7 separate regions of the Mus musculus genome follow, and regions 2, 3, 4, 5, 6 and 7 are each linked to region 1. The links are chromatin contacts, called in public Hi-C and promoter capture Hi-C maps. All regions are on one chromosome and are shown on one strand. Each heading gives the region's core, a stretch centred on a gene start, on an enhancer-like site or on the middle of the called end of the contact. The rest is flanking DNA. Distances are from core to core; before and after follow the strand shown.

Evidence for each region. Promoter capture Hi-C pulls out the DNA fragments that hold promoters and counts their contacts. Hi-C and Micro-C count contacts between places; a contact is called where the count stands out from the background. Capture Hi-C pulls out chosen DNA fragments and counts their contacts.
Region 2: a promoter capture Hi-C map of liver shows a contact between it and region 1, with 3 times the contacts expected there. The contact joins the promoter of Zfp26 here to the promoter of Anln in region 1. A contact is called at or near these places in 2 of 39 promoter capture datasets (liver and pre-B cells).
Region 3: a promoter capture Hi-C map of liver shows a contact between it and region 1, with 2.8 times the contacts expected there. The contact joins the promoter of Zfp426 here to the promoter of Anln in region 1. A contact is called at or near these places in 2 of 39 promoter capture datasets (erythroid cells and liver) and 1 of 9 other capture datasets (liver).
Region 4: a promoter capture Hi-C map of liver shows a contact between it and region 1, with 4 times the contacts expected there. The contact joins the promoter of Zfp846 here to the promoter of Anln in region 1. A contact is called at or near these places in 2 of 39 promoter capture datasets (both in liver).
Region 5: a Hi-C map of B cells shows a contact between it and region 1, with 8 read pairs. The contact joins the promoter of Ppan here to the promoter of Anln in region 1. A contact is called at or near these places in 3 of 39 promoter capture datasets (erythroid cells, maxillary cranial neural crest and pre-B cells), 1 of 484 Hi-C or Micro-C datasets (B cells) and 1 of 9 other capture datasets (liver).
Region 6: a contact with region 1 is called in a promoter capture Hi-C map of pre-B cells, with 6 times the contacts expected there. The contact joins the promoter of Dnmt1 here to the promoter of Anln in region 1.
Region 7: a promoter capture Hi-C map of embryonic stem cells shows a contact between it and region 1. The contact joins the promoter of S1pr2 here to the promoter of Anln in region 1. A contact is called at or near these places in 2 of 39 promoter capture datasets (embryonic stem cells and liver).

The regions. Positions count from the first base shown.
Region 1 is chr9:22,387,329-22,390,884 of GRCm38.p6, reverse strand. Anln (anillin, actin binding protein) reads left to right here and starts at 1,679. Exons shown (of 24, transcript NM_028390.3): 1 at 1,679-1,915. The coding sequence starts at 1,898. It also overlaps a transcript of 9530077C05Rik not described here.
Region 2 is chr9:20,458,627-20,462,182 of GRCm38.p6, reverse strand. It overlaps Zfp26 (zinc finger protein 26), which reads left to right and starts at 2,023. Exons shown (of 10, transcript NM_011753.3): 1 at 2,023-2,238; 2 at 2,522-2,636.
Region 3 is chr9:20,490,931-20,494,486 of GRCm38.p6, reverse strand. It overlaps Zfp426 (zinc finger protein 426), which reads left to right and starts at 1,741. Exons shown (of 9, transcript NM_001110309.1): 1 at 1,741-1,789; 2 at 2,036-2,101.
Region 4 is chr9:20,579,444-20,582,999 of GRCm38.p6, reverse strand. Zfp846 (zinc finger protein 846) reads right to left here and starts at 1,672. Exons shown (of 6, transcript NM_172919.2): 1 at 1,322-1,672. Gm51704 (a long non-coding RNA gene) reads left to right here. Exons shown (of 2, transcript XR_003948290.1): 2 at 1-2,650.
Region 5 is chr9:20,886,613-20,890,168 of GRCm38.p6, reverse strand. Ppan (peter pan homolog) reads right to left here and starts at 1,994. Exons shown (of 11, transcript NM_145610.2): 1 at 1,852-1,994; 2 at 1,592-1,762; 3 at 730-831; 4 at 485-535; 5 at 228-398. The coding sequence starts at 1,869. LOC115487308 (a small nucleolar RNA gene) reads right to left here and starts at 685; the gene lies at 601-685.
Region 6 is chr9:20,951,355-20,954,910 of GRCm38.p6, reverse strand. It overlaps Dnmt1 (DNA methyltransferase (cytosine-5) 1), which reads left to right and starts at 1,932. Exons shown (of 39, transcript NM_001199431.1): 1 at 1,932-2,203. The coding sequence starts at 2,124.
Region 7 is chr9:20,975,005-20,978,560 of GRCm38.p6, reverse strand. It overlaps S1pr2 (sphingosine-1-phosphate receptor 2), which reads left to right and starts at 1,768. Exons shown (of 2, transcript NM_010333.4): 1 at 1,768-1,963.

The DNA.
Region 1 (3,556 bases), core at 430-2,929:
GCTCTTGAATCTGTAGCATGGCTTCTGGGATAGACCAGCTTCATACATGGGAGCTATTGTACTGGTGGGTGCTGCTATCCTTATTACCACTATGATCAAGACATTAATGAAAGGTCAACGCTACAGGGCGTGGTAGTAGGAAAAAAAACCTACAAGTTTAGAGTAGCAATACTGCTTTATCCATGCTAGCTAGAATCAAATTGTTTACAATGAAACCAAGGATTACAGAGGCAACAGCCCGAAGGCACAACGGCTACATAAATTTCCAATGACTCATTCCCAAGACTGACCTACACAGCCACACCCCAAGTACCCACACCCCTTTTCCTGTTCAGTGCTTGAAAAAAAATTCAGGCATCCGTTCCCTTTGGTTTATAGGTAGCAAATTCTAACAACCCCACACACCACACACTTAAACAAAGCTCCTTCCATTTTCTATCATTTCACAGCTCCAAGGCACCAAGGAAATTTATTATTCTTGTTATACTGTGGTCCCAAGGATCTGAATTCTTAGAAGTTGCTCTTAAAGAAGTTCTTATTCCATGCCCCAAATTCAGTTTATTACAATCTATACATTTTTAAATTCTTTATTACTTAGAAAAACATCATTAATTTATTTCCTGTGTGTGTGTGTGCAGGTCAGAGGACAATTTGCTGGAACTGGTTCTGGGTCTAGAATTCAGGTCCCAAGACTTGGTAGCAAGCGCCCTCATAGCTAGCATGTGCTCTGTCGCTGGCCCCAAGCTTCCTATTTTTATTTAGCTTTGATTCTGGACTTGACCCTTCAACACTTTCAGTTTTTCTGTTCAATAAGCACAGTTGATCCTGTTATGGACTCATTTAGGACACAGAGACTCAACCATAAACCTTGCTACCATACATCTGTTTTACACAATCTCGTAAGGACTTTAGCTCTCACAGCACCAACCTAGGCACAGAGATTTTGGTGCTTTGTCGACCTTTTGACGTATAAAGGCAAACAGTTCTACTACCAGAGGTTTGGCAACCCATCTTTTTAGACACATTCTTGGAAAGCCTAGCAGAATGTCAAATGGTAAGACACTGTGAGGGTCTCCAAAAGACCCTCCCAGGAAGAGGAAAAGGAAAGTCAGATTAAAAGTTACTCGTGCAATAGTTTGTCCTGCTTTCTGCCTGTTAAACGGGAACTTTTATTAAATATGGACTTTCCGATTGTCCCTTCTCTCAAAGTGTTCTCACTGCTGGCTTTGGGTAGTTGACTGGGATTTAAAACCGAAGGGTCTGTTACTGTCATCTCTTTTCCCCACCAAACAAAGAACTAGTCACTGGCTGAGAGTGTGGGGACCCGCCAGAGTGGTCTCTCAGGAGGTCAAGCTGGCTGTCTAGTCCCACTTCTGGTGGCAGGATCAGGCCCAAAGGCCAGAGGGCCGGACCGGGTTCGTAAGGCCCACGGAGGAAGAAGGCAGGGCGGCGGGAGCTGACAGAGTCAGGAAGGGACCCGCTACGGCGTGCGTGGGTGCGTGCGGGATGGCAGGGCCCTCTCCCTAGGCAGTTCAACGGCAGAACCGTCTCCACCCAAGCGGAGGAGAGAGAGCAGTGCTCGCAGCTCCGGACCAGTCCCAACTTGGCCGCATCACGTGACCTAGCTCAGGGGCGGGGGCAAGCGGCCCGCCCGGCCCCGCCCACCCCGCGCGCATGCGTGTCGTCCGGGGCGCTGAAATTCAAATTTTGAACGGCCGTGGTAGCCTACCGACTCCGTGGGTGCGGAGGGCAGAGCCGACTGGGTGTGAGAGCGCCCGCCGCCTCGACTGCAGTCCTCCTCCAGGAGCTGCGCCGAGCCTGCACTCACTTCTTTCCTCTTCCTGAGTTTGAACCGTCGGACCCACCGTCTAGCCGTCCACTGGTGAGGCCTGGGGCGATGGACCCGTTTACCGAGGTGAGAGACTCTGCGGGCGCTGTGAACCATGACCCCTGCCGACTCCGGGACCCCCGCCCGCGCTGTCAGCCTGCGGCCAGCGTGGCGCGTGCGCACAGCGAGCGTGCAGCCGGACGGAAGCCGCGGGGTCGCAGCCGCCCCGGCTTCGCTGCTCCGTCCCTGGCTCTGGGGAAGGCAGGGCCTCAAAAACCCCATGCAAACCCCGAGCTCTGTAGTCGTTTAGCCTTCCTCCACTCCCCCAAGTGCTGGCTCGGGGTGTGAGCGCCTGGGCGCTCTGGCTTGAGCCTGCCCCCCCGGCTCCCGGGACTTAAAGCACGCTTCCCTCCATCCTTCATCCGTCTTGCTGTGACCCGGGAGAGTGCCGCTCAGGGGCCTAGTGGGACAAGCCCTGCCCTAAAGCTGGAATAGTTGGCAGGGTGGAGTCGGCCCAGTGACTCGTACTGTGTGCTTGGAATCTGATGGAAGTGATAAAGGACTTCACAGGCCCAGAGGAGCTTGAGCGCTTAAGAATCCTGTGATGAAACCACCGAAGTCTAAATGAGCAGGTGCTTTAGCCTGGCGTCCTTCATAAGTCACGGCTCTACTAACTTTAGAAAGAAAGTCTCATGCACAGGGTTGATACTGGTTGAAAGGAAACAGGGCTTATAGTTACCTCAGCGTGTACAAAACAAAATTATAAGTGTATGCTGTAGGGTTGGTACACCTCAGTGTTTATGTAGCGTATCATTTCAACAATGCTTTCCTCATCTCTTCCTTGGAAATAAGGTCTAGATTCCGTTGTTAATCTTATTATTTATGCCTAGTTTTAGCTTCACGTTGCAGCTGTACACCGACATTCAGGATTGCGTGTTGCTGTTGGCCCATTCTTTTATTGCAGGACAGTTCCTCTTTTTCTTTTGCTTCAAGCTGTTCTTTAAATTTCAAGACTTGTGAGTTTTGTAAAGTGGGCATACAGTGTTTCTGTACTACATTGAAAAATGTCGTAGAGGATAGTAATAATTTATTTTGGGTAGTGTAGTTAACAATTCCATAAGCTAAGCCCAAGATACTAGTTAAGGATTTCAACAATTAAAGATTTCAACTTGACAGTTATGCTGCCCCACACACCCTGTGCTCCGTTTGAAGTTCTCAGTTATCTTGAGGAAAACAACATTTTGATAACGTTAGAATTTCTAATAGAGGACTGGAGAGATGGCTCAGCTGCCAAGAGCACTGGCTTCTCTTCCAGAGAACCTAGGTTCAATTCCCAGCACCCATTTGAGTCTCATAAAAGCCTGTAACTCCAGTCTCGGGGAAGCTAATGTCTTCTTCTGGCCTCCAGGGACCCCAGATACATATGTGGTACCCAGACATACTTGTGTATGGTATCCCTATACAGACAAATAAATGAATTTGAAAAAAATTCATTTTAATAATAATAGAAGCAGCCACGACATATTTTGTAGCAGCTATAGCGAATAGGGACAATTATTCACCAAATATTTGTCACTTACATTGAATCTTTAAATTTTTATTTATATGAGCCAGGCTTTGTGGCGCATACCTTTGATCCTAGCGCTCAGCGGGCAGAGGCCTGAGGATCTCTTGAGTTCAAGCCAGCCTGTTATTCCAAATGCAACTAATATATATAATCATTTTCCA
Region 2 (3,556 bases), core at 774-3,273, 1.9 Mb after region 1:
TGCTTTACATAGAGAGACTCTGTCCCAACAACAACAACAACAAACAAACAAACATGGGAGGGAGAAGAAGGTACTTTTCTGTGAGTTTGAAGTCAGCTTCCTTTACATAGTGAACTCCCAGGACAGCCAGAGCTACATAATAGAGAGACCCTGCCTCAAACAGCCTCCCCAACTAAGAGAGAGAGAGAGAGAGAGAGAGAGAGAGAGAGAGAGAGAGAGAGAGAGAGAGAGAGAGAACATAAAAACTAAGACTTGTAAACTTGTAAGTATGTTGCCAAGCTTAATGATCTGGGTTTGATTCTCAAGACCCACGTAGTGAAAGGAGAGAATCGATGCCTGTAAGTTATTCTCTGACCTCCATAGTGTACCAAGGCACATGTGTCCATGAACACACAAAACATAGAAATGCAATAAAAGCTAAAAAGTATTTAGCAAGGTTTCCTGCAAAATCCCTAGTAAAAAAAAGGCCAAATGCATTTGCATATTTCCAACTGAAGTAAGCTGCTGGGTGGGCCACCTCTAGACTAAGAATGGCACAGAGTTCAACTGTGACTTACAGATGTTCCATCGTGGGCATCAGTGAGCAAATCCTGCAAGGGCCCCAGGTCTTATTTCAGATACTCAGGGCTAGCATCCAAGGCTAGCTCATTGTCACAACTCACCAAGACATTCAAAACCAATCTCAGGATATCTGTCTGCCAACAATTAAAGGTGGTGACAGACAGGCTAAGTCACAGAACACACACACACACACACATGCACACACACACAGAGGAAAGGAATACTGCATGGCCACTTTCATTCCTGGAGCAAACATAATATGAAGGTATAAAGCTCTTCTAGAGGGCCAGGGCTCATGCACACACACACACAGACACACACACACACACACACACACACACACACACACCCCTTTGTTTTTGTTGTTGGTCTCCTCCTCTTTCTTCTCTTCTTCCACAGGGTATCTCTATATACCAGCCCCTGGCTGTCCTAGAATTCACTTTGTAGAGTTGGCTAGCCTCAAAATCACAGATATTCGCTGGCTTCTGCCTCCTTAGTGCTAGATCAGTAGAGGACACAAAGTTTTATAGGAAAGAGATAGTACACAATCACAAGATACTGGTGTGGGCTTCTATAGGGCATCCCATTTAAGTATATCTTCAATGCATACACACACACACACACACACACACACACATATAAAATCTTGTGACTTTCTAAGTTATATTTCTCAAAGGATATAATTTATAAGGTTTAAAGATTAAGCATAGCTTAAAATTTAAATAACATTTAAAATTAAGTACAATATATTAACTTAATTTTTACTCTTACTGTTTACTCTTAATGAATATGTTTGTAAATGAAATTGTAAGATGGTTTTGTGAAGTACATTGTTCAGATTTAGGGTTGAGAGGAATGCTAATATAGTAAAATTCAAGACTATTGACATTTTGGCCCTAAGTAAGTAGAATTTGTCGCCTTACTATTTTCATTTTGTTTTGAGATGAGTTTTCACTTTGCAGTCCTGGCTGGCTTGAAACTTATTTTGTGGATCTAGCAGTCCTCGAATCAAGAAGATTGCCTGTCTCTGCCTCTGCGTGCTGTGATTGCAGGGGTGTGCTGCCATGCACTGATATTTGCTTTTAACATCTTATTTGAGATATCTTTATGAAAACACACATTTTTTCCCTCTGTATATGCAATTTTTGGCTGTATCAGTTGTGTTCACATTTTAAATTTTTCATCAGAAAGTCTCAGGGTGTGAGGCTTTCTTTTTTCATGTCCTCTTCATTTTCCCCATCTTTCTAGCTCGTTTCACTACCAACGATTAGAATTTAGCATGGTATCCAGAGAGTAAAGACTGAAGTGGTTAAATGGAAGCTATAGGCTGGTTCACAGACCTGGCAGTGCATCTGCCCAGGAAGTACAGGAACCAAGAGGAGGTAGGGAAGGAAAGGTTTGTGAGCCTCCTGAGACCCCGTACTTCCCGGTGTGTGTTTAACTTTGCACTGGGATTGGCCAATCGAGAAGGCCGTTCTCGCTCAGAAATCTTGTTCAAACTTCAATTTCATTCTTTGACTGGGCTTTTAACCTCCGCTTCAGAATCAATCGGCATCCAATTCCGGGGAACCGAAATTTCAATTCCGGAAGGACTCGGACACGGTAAACGGAAGTGAACCGCAGCTCGCCTCCGTCTCTTCCGGTGTGGCTTCGTGCGGCCCCCTTCTCTTTTTCTCGGTAGTAGCAGGCCGGCTGGGCGGGTTCTGGTGAGGCTAGGTAAGGGGATGGGCGGTGGCGGAGGTGGGGAGTGAGGCCTGGGTGTGGCCTCCATGGCGACTCCGCTGGTTCCCAGGCCGCGAGTCTCGCCCCGTTGCTTCTCAGAGGCTAGGGCCCTGCACTTCTCAGGTCCCGGCCGGGGGCCATTTCATCGGAACGATATTTGAGCTCCCCGTGCCTTCGAATGTAGCCCTTGCTGCCTCGAACGCCTTTAAGGTAATCGTACAAAATTTTTGCCTTCCAGAAAGAAGGATTTCGGCCGTTGGAATCTGTCTTCGCGCCCCATCGCTCCAGGAACCTGGCCATCCCGCTTCATTGTGAGCAGTGGGTGGAATTTGATGGAGCAGGAAAGTCCCAGGGTGAGGAGCTTCTGTCCGTTCTCATTTCCTCCACAGTCTCTCTCACTATCAACTATTAGAATTTAGTTGCTTTCGTGGAAACCGATGCATTTCATTAGTTCTTTCTGTTTCTCTCTCTCTCTCCCTCCCTTCTTCCCTCCATCCCTCTCTTGCACTCTCCCTTTCTCCTCTCCCCTCTCTCTCTCTCCCCCAAACCTCATGCATCCATTTTGAGAAAGTGTTAAATGCTCAGGCCATGCATATTTATCTGTTTGCAGACCACAAACCATCCCTTACCCCTTCCCTTCATCCCAACAATAAAGTATTAACAAGGGAAAAATAGGGAGTTTGGCACTCAAGGGATGGCTCATGAAAAACTGAAACTTGGGACTGGAGAGATGGATTAGTGATTAAGAGACCACATGTCATTTCTAGAGGATCAGATTTTAGTTCCCAGCACCCATGTTAGTGGCGTGTAACAGCCTGTAATTCCAGCTATCTGGGAATGGGGAGACCAGAGTCTCTAGGCACTTGCAGTCATGTGCGCCCCCCCCCCCTTAAATAAATAATAGAACTCTGTTAAGGAATGGGTGAGGCTTTATTTGATATGTTATTTCTCCACTGGTGAAATGAGCCAATTCAAGCCAGATTAGAATATTAGAGCAGGTTTATTGGGACGCTGCTCTCTGGTGAGTACATTGGCCCCAAGGATAGAGGCCGGGGAAGTCATTGTGTGGAGTGGGGATTGGGGGGTGGGCAGGAGAAAAGGCATCTGTGGGCAGAGAAAGAAAGTGGGGGGGGGGGGGAGGGAAGGAGAGAGAGAGAGAAAGAGAGAAAGAAAACACAAGAAAGGGGAGACCAAAGTGTTTGGTTTATATAGGGAAGAGCCTTTGTGGGAAGGGCAGCCCAGTCCCTGGCCTGGAAAGTTCAGGGTTGGGCAG
Region 3 (3,556 bases), core at 492-2,991, 1.9 Mb after region 1:
TTGACACAGGCTGGAGTTATCACAGAGAAAGGAGCTTCAGTTGGGGAAATGCCTCCATGAGATCCACTTGTAAGGCATTTTCTCAATTAGTGATCAAGGGGGAAAGGCCCCTTGTGGGTGGTGCCATCTCTGGGCTGATAGTCTTGGGTTCTATAAGAAAGCAAGCTGAGCAAGCCAGTGGAAGCAAGCCAGTAAGAAACATCCCTCCATGGCCTCTGCATCAGCTCCTGCTTCCTGACCTGCTTGAGTTCCAGTCCAGTGTGGAATTGTAAGCTGAAACCCTTCCCTCCCCAACTTGCTTCTTGGTCATGATGTTTGTGCAGGAATAGAAACCCTGACACTAAGACAAGCAGTTAGTGCTCTTAACCGCTGAACCATCTCTCCAGCCCACACCCCAGTTCCTTTCTTTAAAAAAAATTTTTTTTTTTTTTTGCCAGCTGGGCAACATGACCCTGGGTCAGATCTATTTGAAAAGAACAACACTGGTGTACTTAAATAATCTTGGCAATATTTTTGTGTAAATAACCCATCTGACCAAGTGGCTAGACTTGTAGTCTCCTGTCTCTTAAATTGTTCAAAGTCTAATCAGGGGCTGGGACCTAGAGGTTTTAAGGATGAGTGTGTGTAAAATGCCTAACTCTAAGGTATATATAATTACATTTGAGGTCAACTCATATTTGGCCATGTGCTTTAGTAAAGAGCTTTTCCTTGAGCTCTAAGTGTGCAGTAAGAAAGTCTGCCTTTTCACTGAGAAGTCATACTGGCATATTGTTTCTGAAGCAACGCAAGCCCCTGGTTGAGCAAGTTCATGGCAGAGAGGGTAAATGGGTCTCTTGACAAACTGATCTTGCATCCTGTAATAGATCAGGGCCATAAATGCTTTTACTTTCGTCAGAAAGTGATTATAGCTTCATTTCTCTTTGACTCGCATTGACCAACAGATGTCAGCAGAATTCAGCCTAGTAACATTACAGTTTTCAGCCTCTCAACTGTTGCGTGGTTAAACTGGCTCTTCATTCATGTTATTAGGGACCATCAGTAACCAGGAGTGTCGAATCTGAGTGACTGGGCATTTTTCCTGTGACTTGAGATGACAAAAACCCGGATTTGAGCTTACTGTTTGCTTAGGGCATTCAATAGAACCGGGGACTTGGGAAAACAGTTGCTGGGAAAGATGCAGATACGCGGTTAAGACGAGTTCAAGACCCACCCAGTAACTACTTCAGGATTCTCAGTCAGAAACCCAGTTATTTCCATTGGGCTCCTGAGGCTGGTGGAATGGGCTTAGGTAGGGTAAATCTGTTGAAGCACCCTTTATGGTCGCAGCCTACGAAATACAATTTCAACATCTTGAGAGGTCTAGATGATTACGGAAGCGAGACTGCCTTCTGTTTCCTACTGGACTAGGGTGCACTAGAAAGCAAGGGTTCTAAGAATGCAGCGATGGCAGGCAAAAAAATTTCCTGAGCGGACGCTGGGTACCCACAAGAAACCCTGTGGTTAAAGGACTTACTGGTCCTGGCACCACCGTTGCCCGGCTCACAGCCTGGATTCTAATTCTGTCTTGTCCTGGAGACCAGCGTCGGCCTCCAGCTCCCGCGGTGAAGCCCTTACAGCCCCTCCGCCCTGACACTGCGGAGAAACTAGAAATCTGACAGGAATTCAACCGAGGTAGACTCCCGGGCCTGGCTCTGCAGCAGACCGAGCGCGAGCGGAAGTGACGTCATGCCCGCGCCCGTCTCTTCCGGCTCTTATCTGCACTGAAGAGTTGCGGAGTTGCCTGGCATTCGTGAGTTCTGCGGTACAAGGACTACCTGGAGGCGGAGGGGGAGATAGAGAACGAGAGTGCAGAGCTCTGCTCCGCTTGCCACGGCGCCTCCGGGCGCGGCCAAGCCTGAGTCCTCTCTGGCTGTCAGTCGCCAGGCTGGGGAAGTGCCCAGAGGGCGGGCCTGGCGATGGCTGCGGCTACGATGCTGCTCTTCAAAAGCCGCCCAAGCAAATTCTGTGCGAAAGGCTCTTTTATTTTTCTCCTCAGAAATGAAATTTTGCCGGAGTAGTTGGAGTGATCAGCGCCATACACCTTGCGATTTCAGCGCCTCTGGTGAGCACTCAGTGAAAGGTCGCTTTTGGAAAAAGCCGTATTCCCTTTTAAAAAAATATTAGAGACGAATGTCGGGGTGAGAACTTAATTCATATTGTTAGATTGTACTTTATTTAGTGAGTGCGTGTTTTATTTTGACCATTAGTTTCAGATACAGAGACAAATTTCTTAGTTACTTCGAATGTACGTCTTTCTTGAGAGAATATAAACATTGGTAGACCTCCAGCCCATTCATAAAAACCTAGCGGGCAAGCCTTTACTCACGGCACACAGGTGGCAAAAGGATTTCTGTGAGTTCTTGGCTAGTCTGGTGTACAAAATGAGTTCCAGGCCAACCAGTGCTACGTGGTGAAATACTGTATTTATTAAAAAACAAACAAGCAAAAACCTAACAAACAATAATAGTGAGCTTTTTTCCACCTCCAAAGTTCCTAGGCCTGTGTTTGTTTCCTCATCCCTTTATCTCTCTGTGCTAGTGGTCCATTCAGGGCCTTGTGCGTGATACACATACTTTTCTCTTCGTTCTTAGATCTGTTCATCACTAAACTGCTTGGAGCTCACAGAAGAAATGTGGAAAGCTAGATTATTAAAAATCATAGAATTAACTATTAAGAAGATTGATAAATTAGTGTTCTCTCCCCAACAATCCCCCCCCCCCCATTTCTCTTTTTAAAAAAAACTTAGACGTACTAGCATATTTGATGGTCCAGTATCTGTTATGCTGCAGTCACCTCTTGCAGCAGTCCGTGTCTACTCTTTCCCCAGCAAGATATATTGTATGGTGACTTGTTTGCTAAGATGTAAACTGAAAATAAAGGGCAACATGGTAGCACATAGCAGTGATCTCAGGAGTTGGAGCAATAGGAACATGATTTCTTTTCTTTTCTTTCTTTCTTTTTTTAGATTTATTTATTTTATATATGTGACCACACTGTCACTGTCTTCAGACACACCAGAAGAGGGCATCAGATCTCATTGTAGATGGTTGTGAGCCACCATGTGGTTGCTGGGATATGAACTCAGGACCTCTGGAAAAGCAGCCAGTGCTCTTAACCACTGAGCCATCTCTCCAGCCCCAGAACATGATTTCTATGCCAGGATAGTTACATAGTTTCAGGCCAGTCCAGTCTGCATAGTTATACCCCTATCTCCGAATAAACAATAATAGATACAACACTTGACTGTTAAATACTTGGTAATGTACCACCTAGATTAGGACATTGTCTTACTGAAAGCAAAATATTATTAGATTCAATCAAGAAAATTAAAGAATAGAGTTATTTGGGTATTCAGCTCAGTTGATAGAGTGTTTGTGTGTTATCCACAGACCCCTAGGTTCAGTTCCTAGTACCACATAAACTGAGTGCAGTAGCTCACTTGATTTTGATCCCAGCTCTCTGCGGATAGAAGCTGGAGCATTAGGAGTTCAGGGTCAGCCTCGGTCACATAGTAGGT
Region 4 (3,556 bases), core at 423-2,922, 1.8 Mb after region 1:
GAACTGAGTAATTCTAGACCCTGTGGCCCCGAAGCCTATGTTACTTATTATCAATCCTTACTGCAGCTTTCAAACCTCTCCTTTGGAGCTACTCTAAGTATGTGGGAGTAAGTGGGAAGGGGAACACACTAATTTTTAAATATAACGTTTGATTTCACTCAGAAATAGCAAAACATGACTTTCTTAAAGAACTTGAGACTCTTCAAAAGTTACCTATAGAACCAGGCATGATGCTAGACACCAGAAATTCCAACTCCTGGGAGGTAAAGGCTGGGGAATTAGGAGTTCAGAGTCAGCCTCAATTACATAGCAAGGTGTATGATAGCCTGGGCTACCTGAGACCCTACTTCAGAGAACAAACAGAGGCCATGGAGCCGGGCGTGGTGACGCACGCTTTTAATCCCAGCACTTGGGAGGCGGAGGCGGAGGCGGAGGCGGAGGCGGAGGCGGAGGCGGAGGCGGAGGCGGAGGCGGAGGCGGAGGCGGAGGCAGGCAGATTTCTGAGTTTGAGGCCAGCCTGGTCTACAAAGTGAGTTCCAGGACAGCCAGGGCTATACAGAGAAACACTGTCTCTAAAAAAACAAAAACAAAAAACAAACAAACAAAAAACAGAGGCCATGGAGATGAACCAGCGAGTAAAGGCCAAGCCAGAGAGCCTGATCTCCAGCGCCCAGATGGTGGAAAGTAAGACCAACCCATGGGAACTGATCTCTGAGCTGAGCCAGGGTAATTCCCACTTTTTTTTCTTTTTCTTTCTTTCTTTTTTCTTTTTCTTTTCTTTTTTTTTTTTTTTTTTTTTTTTTTAAACTCTATAGGGATGTACAGGCCTGGAAACTTCAAATAAAGAGAACAGGGTACTCCCATTCTCACCAGTAGAAAGCCATAATCACACAGTATCTGTACTTTATGTATAAAATGTTCAGGGCAAGGGTTAGTAGCTCACTGAATGAGCAGTTCTACTAGCAGTAAAGTCAAGAGGAGGAGAGGTGAAGAAAGAGAAAGGAAATGGAGAGAGTGAGGAAGGAAAGGCATGGAAAATGAAAAAAGGTTAAGATTAAGGAAATAAACATTTAGCAGGCGGTGGCAAAAGCCTTTAATGCCAGCAGAGGCAGGCGGATCTCCAGGAGTTTAGGTCAGCCTGGTCTACCTAGCGAGTTCTGGAAAAGCCAAATAATAAAGATTGACCTCCAAATAGAAATGTTTAGTCCTAGATACCTACGAATACTTTTTCTACCCGAATGTCATGTGGCAGAATTAATCAGACGATGCCAAAGACAAAGCCACACTCTGCAAGGAACAAATCACAGCCTGGGGCGCTCACCCGAGCTCCACAATCGCTGGGCTGTGCAGTGGAGGCGGCGGCTGCAGAGAGATGGCCCGTGGCGGGCTTCTGTGCTGGAAGAGGAATCTGGAAGGCGGCTTCTGCAGAGGGCGAGCGAGCAGATGGAAGCTTGGAGAGCATTCGCCAGAGGGAGGCGGGGTGCCCGTGAGACCCGCCCGTCCTAGGCTTCGGGCCTACGGGGACCGCCCCTCGGCGAGCTGCACACACAGCCACGCCTTAAACTGACCCTCCACGGCCGCCGTCACCCCCCATCCTTGCCTCGGCGACTTCCTAGACGTAAAGATGAACCGGAGGTGAAGACACTGAGAACTACAGGACGCAGCCATCACTAGAAAAGAGTCGGGCCTTTGCAGGCGTCACTTCCGCTTCCGTCCTGGCGTGAAGCCCGGGAGATTTGGGTCCCAGCCACCTTGGATAGAGATAAAATTCTAGGAGCTGGAGAAGGACCCAGGCTGGATTCCCAGTACCCACATGGCAGCACACAGTCGCCCACCAAGCCTGATCTAATTCTTATCTAATCTAATCCCCATCTCTTTTCTTTCCTTCTTCCCTCCCATTCTTCCCTTCCTCCCTCTCTCCCATTCTTCCCTCCTTTCCTCCCCTCTTCCTCCCTCCCCATTCTTGTTTTAGTCTTAGCCTAGGCTTGGTGCCGCTGTGCCTTTAGTCCCAGCATTCAGGAGGCAGAGGCAGGCAGATTTCTGCGTTCAAGGCTAGTCTGAAAATTGAGACTATGTCTCACACACACACACACACACACACACACACACACACACACACACACACACACAGAGAGAGAGAGAGAGAGAGACTGAGAGAGAGAGAGAGAGAGAGAGAGAGAGAGAGAGAGAGAGAGAGAATATTCTCGAGCCAAAATAAGTGACTTTGGCGCAGGAATACAGATTAGCACTTCAAGTTCCATATGCAAATATGCTGTTTCATGAGGTTATTGCAGTAACAAAGAAAATACTAAAGCATATGACATGTTCCCAGACCTTAACACAATTGACTTCATGGTAGAAAACTCAGCCACAAAACTCAGCATGTAGACAGAACCACTAGCCAAAATGAAAACAAAGACCTAATCCATCTAAGTCTGTAGTTCTGGGAAAGTCTTTAAATGTACAAACCTTGCTGTTTGGCTTCTGTAGTTCTCCTTCTGGCTATATGTTCTCGTTAACTGAAACATGTCGCCAGGATATGGTTTTTGTGTTTAAAAGCTCACCCTGAGAAAGGCTCAGTGCTGCACTGGGATCCGGAACATCCAGTGTAATAAAGACCTGGCTAATAAAGACTTTTTACTGGCTTAAACTCATGTCTGAGCAGTCTTTTCTGGTGGATACCACACTATAAGCACAACACTCCAGATGTGTTGGTAGAAACTCAAGTAGGTCTGTTGCAGAAAAAGAAAATCTCTGCTATAGGCATCAGATGCAATTGTAGCCTTTTGTTTAGCAGAGACTACTGCTGTATTATAGACCTAATAGTCACAAAGATGTTAGGTCACACACAGGGCAAGAAATGGCTCCAAGGGTACTCAAGACTGTTTTTTCAAAGGCCTTTGTCAAAGGCGTCTTTTGCAGCTATTGAGATGATCATGTGGTTTTTGTCTGTTAGTCCATTTATGTGACTTATTACCTTTATTGACGTGTTTTTTAGATCATCCCTGCATTTCAGGGATAAAGCCAATTTACTCAGATGTATACTCTTTTTAAAAATGTTTTTTAGAGTTTTTATTAGATTTATTCATTTTATTTTATATGTGTTTTGCCGGCATATATGTCTGTGCACCACGTGTATGCTTTGTGGACATGGAGGTCAGAGAGGGCATCAGATACCCTGGAACTGGACTTACAGATGGCTGTGAATCAGCATGTGCTGGGAATTGAACCTGGGTCCGCTACAAGAGCAGCAAATGCTCATAGTTGTTGAGCAATCTCTCTAGATCCTTTCGTAATCTTTTAAATGTATGTTTGTATTCTATTTGCAATAGAATTTTAAAGAGCATTTTTGGGATCTATGTTCTGTAGCTGAGTCTTTTTGTTGTTGTCTTTATCTGGTTTTGATATTAGAGTGATACTGGTTTCATAGAATAAGTTTGGGGGTGCTCCTCTCTCTCTCTCTCTCTCTCCTTCCCTCCCTCCGTCTTTCCTTCCCTCCCTCCTTTTTTCTTTTAACAATGTAAAAGTACTGGCTATAGCAGTCAAAAAATTCGAC
Region 5 (3,556 bases), core at 745-3,244, 1.5 Mb after region 1:
GAGATGGAAGATCAGAAGTTCAAGTCCAGCATCAGCCTCAAAGTTGGAGGCCAGCTTGAGATATATGAGACCCTCCTATCAACTCCTAGCCCCGCCTCCGAATTTAACATCAAATCAGTTGCTTTATGCCAAGCGAGTCTCTCCACTCAATGGAGGCGTAACATGTGGTCTGCTCCCCCTCCAACTGTCCAACCCTGGCCCCGGCAGCTGTCACAGATCTGGCCCACCGTGTGCACGTTGATGGACGGGAACAGGTTCTGGAACATGGTGGCCATGAGCTTGATGTGCATGCCCTGGGGGCCGAAGCTGTTGAGCACCAGGAGGGGAGGGTGGTTAAACTGCTGCTCGTGCATCCGGTGTCGGCGCAGGGAAGAGACCACGTCCCGTATCAGTGTATACTGAAAGGAGGGAGAAGAGAGGCTAAGCACCCGTGTGACCAGGGCCCTCCCCAGGCAAGCCGGGCTCTCATATCTACCCTTCTCACCTTGCTGATCTGGAACGTCAAAGTGGGGCCTCCTGGGAGCCGCATCAGCTTCTGCCAAAGAAAGGGTGGGTGAGGGTGCAGGGGTCTGGCTGGCGGGTGGGGCGAGAGAAGGGAAAGCCCTGCTCCTTCACTTCAGAGCGTTTACTTTGAAGCCAGCATCACAAGAGCTCAGGGCAATGGGCTCATCATCAGACAGGAGCAGCTGGGGCTCAGGGAGGGAAAGGGACGGTGTGGCGCGCACTCACCAAGTATACACTGTTATCTGTTTTGGTCAAAATAAGGAAGTGTGTGACCCCCAGGGGGCCAGCCACTGCCACACAGTCCTTCAGGGAGTTCTTCTTTCGAACCTGATAAATGGAGAAAGAAACGGACACAAGGGGCTGGTGAGATGGCTCAGTGGGTAAGAGCACCCGACTGTTCTTCCGAAGGTCCAGAGTTCAAATCCCAGCAACCACATGGTGGCTCACAACCATCTGTAATGAGACCTGAGACCCTCTTCTGGAGTGTCTGAAGACAGCTACAGTGTACTTACATATAATAAATAAATAAATCTTTAAAAAAAAAAAAAAGAAACGGACACAAACATTGAGAGAAGACGTTTAAACGATTATTCTGAGATGGTATTTCTGACCACACACTCCTTTCTGGAGGTATTGGGGTTTTACCTGTACCCCTAAACTATTGCCCCAGCACTCAAAAATACTCTTTAAAAAGTATTTTTTACAAGCCTGTTGGGAGGGACGCAAAGATGGAGGTCAGAGGACTTCAGGAGCTGTTTCACCCCCTCCACTACGTGGGGCACAGGAATTGAACTACAGTTTAACAGCAAGCCCCCTTTCCCACTGAGTCACCTAGCGATTGCCCCCAAAGTATGACTTTCCGTTTTTTACACAAGACCTCACTATGTAACCACAGATGGTCTCTATGGTGATCTTCCCCCTCGATTCTATTCCCGATTTCGCCTGCACACCATTAAGCCTGGGTCAGAGGTGCTGGGGATTCAGCCAAGCCCTCCCACATGGAAGGCAGGCGCTCAGCTTCTGGCCCCAAGTCCTCGCCAAGATGCCGAGCCCCGAACCTGGAGCTGAAGGGCTGAGGGATACAGACCTGCAGGCGGGTAGCGGTGAGAGGTTCCATGACCCGCCGCACATCCAGGCTGAGCTGCCGGACATTGCGACCCGCTCGGCCTCGCGTGAACACGAACGAGTGCGGCTGTGCAGCGTAGGACTCGAGGTTGCGGAGCTGCGCCTGGGCGCGATTGCGCTTCTGATGTCGGGACTGCGGGGACGACAGGCAGGCGGTGAGCGCCCAAGCTTCGGCCGCGACCCCACCAGTGCCCCATGCCCGCCCAGGCCGCCGCGCCTCACCCGCCCGGACTGCCCCATGCTGCCTGCTTCCCCACGAGGCAGCCTCTGTATTCGCTTCCGGCGCACACCGCTCACTTCCGTGCAGGAGACGCAAAGAGGACGGACTTTACGTGGCCAACTTCCGGTGCCACGCGGCTCGTAACTCTTCCCACTTCCTGCGTGCCGGCCAGTGACGTCATCCAACGGTCCTTGGCTCCGGACGGCTTAAAGGACCGAGAATCCTTTCCAGGGGTCTTTATAAAGATGCCGTGGTCCTTTTTGCACAAAAGAGAGGGGCCTCACAATTATTTGAGGGTTCGAGTCCCTATCCTGAACGTTTCGGCAAGCGTACTGCCCCCTTTGTTTGGCCTTTCAGTTTTTTATTCTGAAACAGGATCTCACGCAGCCCACGCTGGCCTGCAACTAACAGAGATCCGCGTGCGTACACTGAGCGCTGGGATTAGAGGCATGTGCCACCCTTCCTGGCTGACTAAACTCACACAGATCCGTGGGCCCGTATCTTCCAAGGACAGGAACTAAAGACTTGTACCACCATGTCCACCCCCTCTCCAAATAGATTGTATTTATTTATTTATTTTTAAATATTTTTTATTACATATTTTCCTCAGTTACATTTCCAATGCTATCCCAAAAGTCCCCCATACCCTCCCCCCCACTTCCCTACCCACCCATTCCCATTTTTTTTTTTTTTTTGGCCCTGGCGTTCCCCTGTACTGGGGCATATACAGTTTGCGTGTCCAATGGGCCTCTCTTTCCAGTGATGGCCGACTAGGCCAATCTGTGGTGGTGCATATGAGGAGATCAGAGGGTCATTTTTAAGAGTTGGTTCTCAGGCTGAAGAGATGGTTCAACGGTTAAGAGCACTGACTGCTCTTCCGAAAGCCCTGAGCTCAAATCCCAGCAACCCCAAGGTGGCTCCCAACCATAATGAGTTCTGACGCCCTCTTCCGGTGTTTCTGAAGACAGTTACAGTGTACTTACATATAATAAATAACTCTTTAAAAAAAGAGTTGGTTCTTTCCTTTTGCCATATGAGGCCTGGAGATGGAGTTCAGATCCTCAGACTTGGTGGTAGGTGTCTCTACTCAACTAAGTCATCTTGCCAGACCTCTAAAATGTTTTAAAATATAATTGTGTTATGCTCATGGGTATTTTGCATGCACAGATGTTTGTGTGTCACTTCTGAAAAAGGAGCTGGAGTTACAGATGGTTGTGAGTTGCCATGTGGGTGCTAGGGATTGAACCTGGGTCCTCTGTAAGAGCAGCTAGTGCTCTTAACCCTGAGCTAGCTCTCCAGGCAATTTTATCGGCCAGTGACGTCAGCTTACCAGTATTGGATTCCCTTATGTTTTTCATTCATCTTTAGTTTGACTCCTTCATTTTCTCTTTCTTCCTTGCATCTATTTCCTTCCTTTGTTCCTGCCCCCACTTCTCTCTCGCTCATTCTTCTGCTAGTCCCATCTGTTGTATCTTAACAGCCATTCCTCTATTCTGAGGCCCTTAACATACCCCCAACTAAGTATCCTGGCACCCTGCCTTCTGTGAATAAAGATGCAGTCCTGATCCTGGGCACAGTGGTCCCTGACACTTGGGGCTCACGCAGTTGTCTGTCAGATCCTGAGGGCCATCTTTGCTCCCCAAAATCCTGTCTGCAGATGGGCAGAAGTGTGGAAACTTCCTCTGGAAGGCAAGCACTCTGAATCTT
Region 6 (3,556 bases), core at 683-3,182, 1.4 Mb after region 1:
ACCAGGCTGGCCTTGAACTCAGAAATCCGCCTGCCGCTGCCTCCCAAGTGCTAGGATTAAAGGTGTGCACCACTACCGCTGGGCTCTTCTCTCCTTTCTTCTCCCTGTCTTTCTCTGTCTGTGTCTCTGTCTGTCTGTCTATCTGTCTGTCTGTCTGTCTCTCCTTTAGACAAGGTCCTGAATCTCACTATGTAATGAGGCTGGCTCCAATCTCCCAATCTTCCTGCATTAGATGCTAAGTGCTAGAATAGATGTCTTTTATCATGCCTGCCTCAGGATTTTTTTTTTTTTTTTATTTTATGTATATGAGTACACTGTTGCTGTCTTCAGAGACACCAGAAGAGGGCATCAAATCCCCATTACAGATGGTTGTGAGCCACCATGTGGTTGCTGGGAATTGAACTCAGGACCTCTGGAAGAGCAGTCAGTGCTCTTAACTACTGAGCCATCTCTCCATCCCCAGTGCCTCAGGATTTTTAAAGTTAGGTTTGTTGGGAAAAGTTCTTTAACAATTTCACATTTGTGTACATGTGCGTGGGTATGTGATGTCAACTTACACACATGGTCAGAGGGAGACTACTTCTGGCTCAGTTCTCTCAGCTGTCTTTCTGGTCCTCGGTCATTCTTTTATTCATCTGGTGCTAGGGATGACTCCCAAGGCTTCTGCTGTGAGGTTAATATTCTGCTGTTGAACTGTATATTCTAAATCCTTCCATACCATGTGGAAGGTAAATAGAAAATATCATTTCTCTGCGATCTGCTTTTTTTTTTTTTATTAAACCCAGATGGCAGAAGTGGTTCCTGGCCTTACCACTATACTACTTCATTGGTATATTGGTCCAGTTCACTTCTGAATTATCTTTTTAAGGAGGTGATTTCAGCTCTGATAGATGAAGCCACTGAGGAAGAGTCCAGATGGTGTGCTCATGGTCGTTTTAGAGGACAAGGGGGTGAAGATGGGGTTAGACGGGAGGCCTTTTGTTTAAGGGTTCATGTATTTCTTACCAAAATGGTAACAAAAGATGAGCAGAAGGGGAGGGGGATAGAGTTATGCCTATAGTTTCTCCTTCTGAAGATGTAAGTTCCAGAAATATGGATCATGGACATATAGTTAGACACTACAGAACCACACATTTCATCTTCCAGTGAAGATGGTAGTTACAGTGGGGCATACCCATAAATCCATCACTCAAGACCAGAGAGAGGCAGGAGGTCTGAACTTTAAGATCAACCATATTATCTATTGTATAGATAGTAAAGTCAAGCCTATCTTGGGTTAAAAAATTGTTGGTGCATTTAAGAGCAGTGTCCACAGCGGCCTTCCCCTGGAAGTGGAGTTACAGGGCTTCGAGTGGCTGGATGTGGGTGGGTGCTCTCCAGGGAGGAAGCTAGCCACTGCGCAGACAAGCCCACTTTTGTTTGTTTTGTTTTGAGACTGGCTTTCTCTGTGTGGCTCTGGCTGTCCTAGAACTCCACTGTATAGACTTGGCTGACCTCAAACTGAGATCTGCCTGCCTCTGCCTCCTTAGTGTAAGGGACTGCAGGCATGCGCCACCACCGCCTACCTTTTTCCTTTTTCAAGAAGATTTTGTTTTTAGACCAGGCTCAATACACAGAGATCCTCTGGCTTTTGCATTCTGAGTGCTGGAATCAAATGCATGCATGCCACAGCCTCTGCCAGACTCAAAAGATTTTTTTTTTTTTAAAGTTGTGTTTGTGCATGTGAGTGCAATGCCCATAGAGGCCAGAAGAGGCTGTAGGACCCCCTGGAAGTGGAATTACAGGGGCTTGGAGCGGCTGGATGCGGGTGCTGGCAAGCAAACCAGAGTCATCCTCTGCAAGAGCAGCACTACCTGCTCTCAAGTGCCGAGCCACCTCTTCAGGCAAGGGGGAGGTGGGTGGCGCCAGTCGCAGCACGGACGAGCCCACTATAGCCAGGAGGTGTGGGTGCCTCCGTTGCGCGCATGCGCACTCCCTTCGGGCATAGCATGGTCTTCCCCCACTCTCTTGCCCTGTGTGGTACATGCTGCTTCCGCTTGCGCCGCCCCCTCCCAATTGGTTTCCGCGCGCGCGAAAAAGCCGGGGTCTCGTTCAGAGCTGTTCTGTCGTCTGCAACCTGCAAGATGCCAGCGCGAACAGCTCCAGCCCGAGTGCCTGCGCTTGCCTCCCCGGCAGGCTCGCTCCCGGACCATGTCCGCAGGCGGTAGGTGCCACGCAGGGTGGGGGTGAGGGGCGGGACCGATGCCGAGGCATATATTGGGGGTATCTCCGGGTGGCCCTGCGGCCGCTGACAGCCAGGGCGCGCATGCGCGGGGCAGCGTTTGGCGCGGGCTGTGCTTCCTGTCGCGCGTGCCCTTAGCTGTTGGCGCCAAAATGGGTGGGGGCCGGGGTGCTGGCAAGCCCATTGACTGGGAGCTTGAGGGAGCAAGGGGATCAGCCCTCTGAAATAGAACAAGCTTGGGGACACCCTCAGGGGTTCCCCTCTTTGGTCAGCCAGGCTCCTGGGTGTGCAGGAAGTGCCCCTCTCCCGGCCTGTGGACACCCTGAAGCCCCCACTCCGCTCCAGCCTCCACTTCCGGTGCCCTGCAGATCCCGCCGCGCCCACCCGAGGGTCCCTCCGCCGGTTCCCCTGGCCCTGGTTCAGAAGGGCCCTCCTTCCCAGCCCCGCTGTCAAGTCCTAGGACCTTTTCTCTCTCATCCTGCCGGGCCGGGCCTGGGCAGCTTGAAGCCCTCGTGGGATTTTGTTTTGTTTTCATCCTAACGTAAAGGAGCTCCTGCGATCCTGGAGCTATCAAAGAGACTCTGCCTGGAAAGAGCTGGTGCTGCAGAATGGGCCCTCCACTTTGGCAGTGACATAACTCTGTCCCGAGATCCCAGAGCAATCGAGGAAACCTTTAACTCCATTCAAAGTGTTTATCAGGGGGAAGGAAAGATGAATGGTAGTGAGATGTCTCGGCCCCCGCCCTATTATTTTAGCCCCTGTAAACCAGTTCTTTCGGTCCTGGCGCCATCGAGGAAGCTTTTTACATTGTCCAGTGTTTATTTCGAGGAGTGAGGGATGGCAGGTAAAGTCCCCCATTTCAGTGCATATGAATCCCCCCTCTCCCCCCCCCCTCCCCAAGCAATCAAGGAAGACCTGGGTAATGGGCCCTCCACTAGTACCTTCCACGCCTCCATGAGGACGGCTGTGTGCAAGGATTGGCGGGAACACTGGATCCCGCTTCCTGTTCCAGAAGGGCATCGTCAATCCGTTCATTCCTGAAAGCTTGTCCCGCGCGTCATTGAGCATTAGTCATAGGTGCCCTGCTAGTGCTGGACACATCCCAACCCGATTCTGAGTCTGCTTTTGCTATCCCGGGGGTTAGTTTACTGGGGTGATGCCAGGCCGATTCCCATTTGAGCTTTGGGGGATAAAGTGGGAGAAGCGGCTGAATTCCCCTTGTCAAACACCCCTGCCCCCAGCTCGCCCCCAGGGTTGGACCTGAAGCTCTGTACTGAGCTACACCTTCAGCCCTTTCACTTGTATTGGAGACTGGCCTGGGATTCTCTCTCTCTC
Region 7 (3,556 bases), core at 519-3,018, 1.4 Mb after region 1:
CGGAAAGGCTTAATTTATCTAGCAAGTCATAAACCTAGAACTTGCTATGGAACAGAAGAGGGCTTTGGACTCCCCATCCTCCTGCCTCCACCCACTGAAGTGCAGGGATGCTAGGCTTGCAAACAGTGACCCGCTTACTTATTTATTTTTGGGGTGTTGGAGACAGAACACAGGGCCCTGTGCATGAGAGGAAGTACTGTAACTAACACTGAGCCGCCTGCCTCCATAAACATCTCAATGCCGACATAAGGCACAATGTTAAACACAGCAAGGGAAACACTGTTCGCTCTTAGGGAGCTTATGTTTGGGTGTGCAATTTACACTTTTGTGTGTTTATTTTTTTTTGTTTTTAATTATGTGTAATTGTGGGTATGTGCATGTGTGTACACGGGCCCTTGAGGCTGAAAGGGTCAGATCCCCTGGGGCTGGACTCAGAAGTTGTCAGGTCTGTGGGTGCTGGGACATTCTGTTCTCTGCAAGAGCAGGAAGTGCTCTTGACCATTAGAGGCACCTCTTTAGCGCCTTTTAAAAATTTATTAATTTTAACTTTATACCCATGTGCGTGCATGCACGTGGGTGTGTACATGTACGTGGGTGTGTGCATGTGCCTCAGCAGCAGGCCTTGGAGGTCACAGGACAACTTGCAGGAATTGGTTCTCAATTTCCACCTTGTGGGTCCCAGGCAAGGCCTTACCCACTGACAACTCACAGCCTCCTGGAACTCACTCTGTAGACCAGGCTGGCCTTGAACTCAGAAATTCGCCTGCCTCTGCCTCCCGAGTGCTGGGATTAAAGGCGTGCACCACCACGCCCGGTTTTGTTATTCTTTTTTAAATGCATTTATTATTATTGTACATGTATCAGTGAATGAATGTAGGTGCAGCAATGCCAGTGTGCCCTGTGGAGGTCAGAGGCCAACTTTGCTTCCAGGGACTGACCTCAGGTCAGGCTTCCAGACAAGCCCTTTCCCCTCCCTGCCTAGTGGAGCTGGACAGCTGACCTTCTGTCACTCACTCTAATTTTGGATTTTTTTTTCACCCTGAGTTGTTTGGAGGGAAGGAGCCAACAGGATCATGTGATCCAGATTGGCCTTGAACTCTAAAACAAACCTCCTGCTTCTACTTCACAAGTTTGGAATTAGAGGCCCAAGCCACCATTCCATATTTTTGCAGTGTTGAGGATGCATGCTAGGCAAACACTCAACCACCTGCCTCCACATCCCTGCCTGTTGTTTTTCAGAAAGGGTCTTGAGCAGGCAGTGGCTTAAGGTTGCTAAGAGGACCCTGAACTCCTGATCTTCCCACCTCCCAGGTGGCAGATGCTGGAATGACAGGCATATGTGCCACAAAGCCCAGTTGGATCTGGGAGTTCTTACCAAGTCTTCTGTTTGGGGGGCTGGGTATGATACAGTGTAGGAATTTATTTCTTGTAGAAACACATAGTAGGTGCTTAATCTTGAATTGCTGAGTTCTCACATAGTAGGTAAGTGTGATTTCCTCCATTTCCAGGTCCCAAGCATTAGCCTGGCGCTAAGCCAAATGGAATACAGTTGTTTCAGTACTAGGTCACCTGGGTTAAGAGAGCTGTGACGTCACGCGGCCGTGACATCATGCCACGGCAGTTCTCACGAGTGGGGGTTGGGAGGAGCAGGGCAGGAGTGTGTGTGTGGGGGTGTGGACAAAGGGGCCCTGCTCTTCCCCCGTGCGCGCCCTGGCTAACTGGCGGGCCACATCTGGAATTCATTGCAAGTCGCCGCCGGAAAGAGGAGGAGAGGAGGGCGGGGCGAGCAGGGAGTTGGGGCCGGAGGCAGCGGCTCTGCCCGCCTCTCTCTTGTCCTGGGTCCCCAACTCCGGGACATAGACCGAGCACAGCCAACAGTCTCCAAAACCAACCACTGGCTGTCCCGGGGCGCAGACGCCAAGGCCACTCAGGCCAGGGCAGGGACCCCGGCCGGCCTAGCCAGGTGAGCGCGCGGGGCAGAGGGGAGGTTCCGATCTGGGCGGCCGCGGTTCACGGAGACCCTGAGATCCCAGCTGGGGGGCCCGGTCCGGGGTCAGGCGCTCGTACAGGCGTTGCACGCGCTGCTCCAGGCTCTGCTGCACCGAGGGAACAGATCATCTACCATGCGCCCCTGCCCACTACTCCAGGCAGCTCGCCACCTACTCAGTGGCGCACCCCCAGACTGAGCTCCCCGCCTTCCTTCGGGCAGGAAGTTGGCGCTGAAGAGAAAGGCGGAATCCGAGCGCTTTGAGCTGGAGACTTTGCAAGACTGGATGGGGGTTCTCAGGAAGCAGGGTTTGGGGCAGTGAGGTTGTTGGGGAGAGGTGCAGCATCCCTTCTTCTCTGTCTCCGGCTAGGATGAAAGGTGCTACGGACGAGCGAGCGGGGAAAGCTTTCAGAGTTCATGGGCGGGGTCCCCGGCGAAGGCCGTCGCCCCACCGCCTGTGAGACTAGTTTTTTGCCTCAGTTTCCAGTTAGTTGCCCCTCTCTTTCAGTCTCTCTTTCGGAAGAATCACTTTGTATCGAAGGAAAGGGACATTAACTGCAAAGTCCAGGTGTCTCCTTTTCCTAGCTCAGGGATGGGGCGTAGGAGTGAAGGAAGGCACGCGTGGCGTGGAGTCCGCGTTGTCGCGGGCTACACGGCGTTGGGACCTCGCCCCCCTCTAGAGCATGGGTTGACTCACCCGGGGATTTCCACCTCCCCACCCCCGTCCCTATCCTTGTTGTTAGATGCCCGAGGCGACACCCGCAGAGCCTACTGTCCCCTGCGGGGCAACATGGGAGCATCACTGAGGGGGGGGGAGGGAATGAAGTAGCTGTAGTTACTCTCTCCAGTGCCCCAGGAATCTGGATGTGGGGGGCCTCTGGTGGGGTGCAGAAATGTGGCCACCCCCTGTTGCTTTGTGCAGGATAGGGACATCCTGCGCGCGTGTCGGGGTCTCAGGAGAGAGAGATGGCGCCGCCCCAGCGCAAGCGAGTGTGGATACCACGCATTCCTCGGCCTGATAAGGAGCTGGAGAGTGCTGCCTGAGCCAGGCGGGTCTTACTGTCGCCAAGGAGACGCGCCCGGCTTCAGCTTCCTATAGTGGTAGGGTAGGGGTGCTGCCAGGAGATGTCCCCATGCTTTGCATGCGAACGAGCCCCCCAATTTCAGGCTCTTTCATTCATTCATGCGCCTGCCTCGCTTGCACCAAGCAAGAGAGGCTGAGGGTGAACTTGGTAGCTGGCCTCACACGATACTGTGGAAAACAAGATCATTTCCGATGATAAAGTCAGATGCTCTGATAGAAATTAGGGGTGGGCTGTGCTGGGTAAAATGCCTTATTTCTTTAATCCCAGTGCTCAGGAGACTGAGTTAAGGGGCATCTTTGTGAACTCAAGGCCAACCTGATCTACGAAATGAGTTTCTGGTCAACCCGGATTACACAGTAAGACCCTGTCCCAAAAACAAAACAAAAAGAGAAGATAGTTCCTGAAGGCCTAGACAGTGACAGTCGAATGAAATCCAAAGATAAGATAGTCTGCCGGAAAAAGTGTTTGTGTGGGGGTGGGGAGG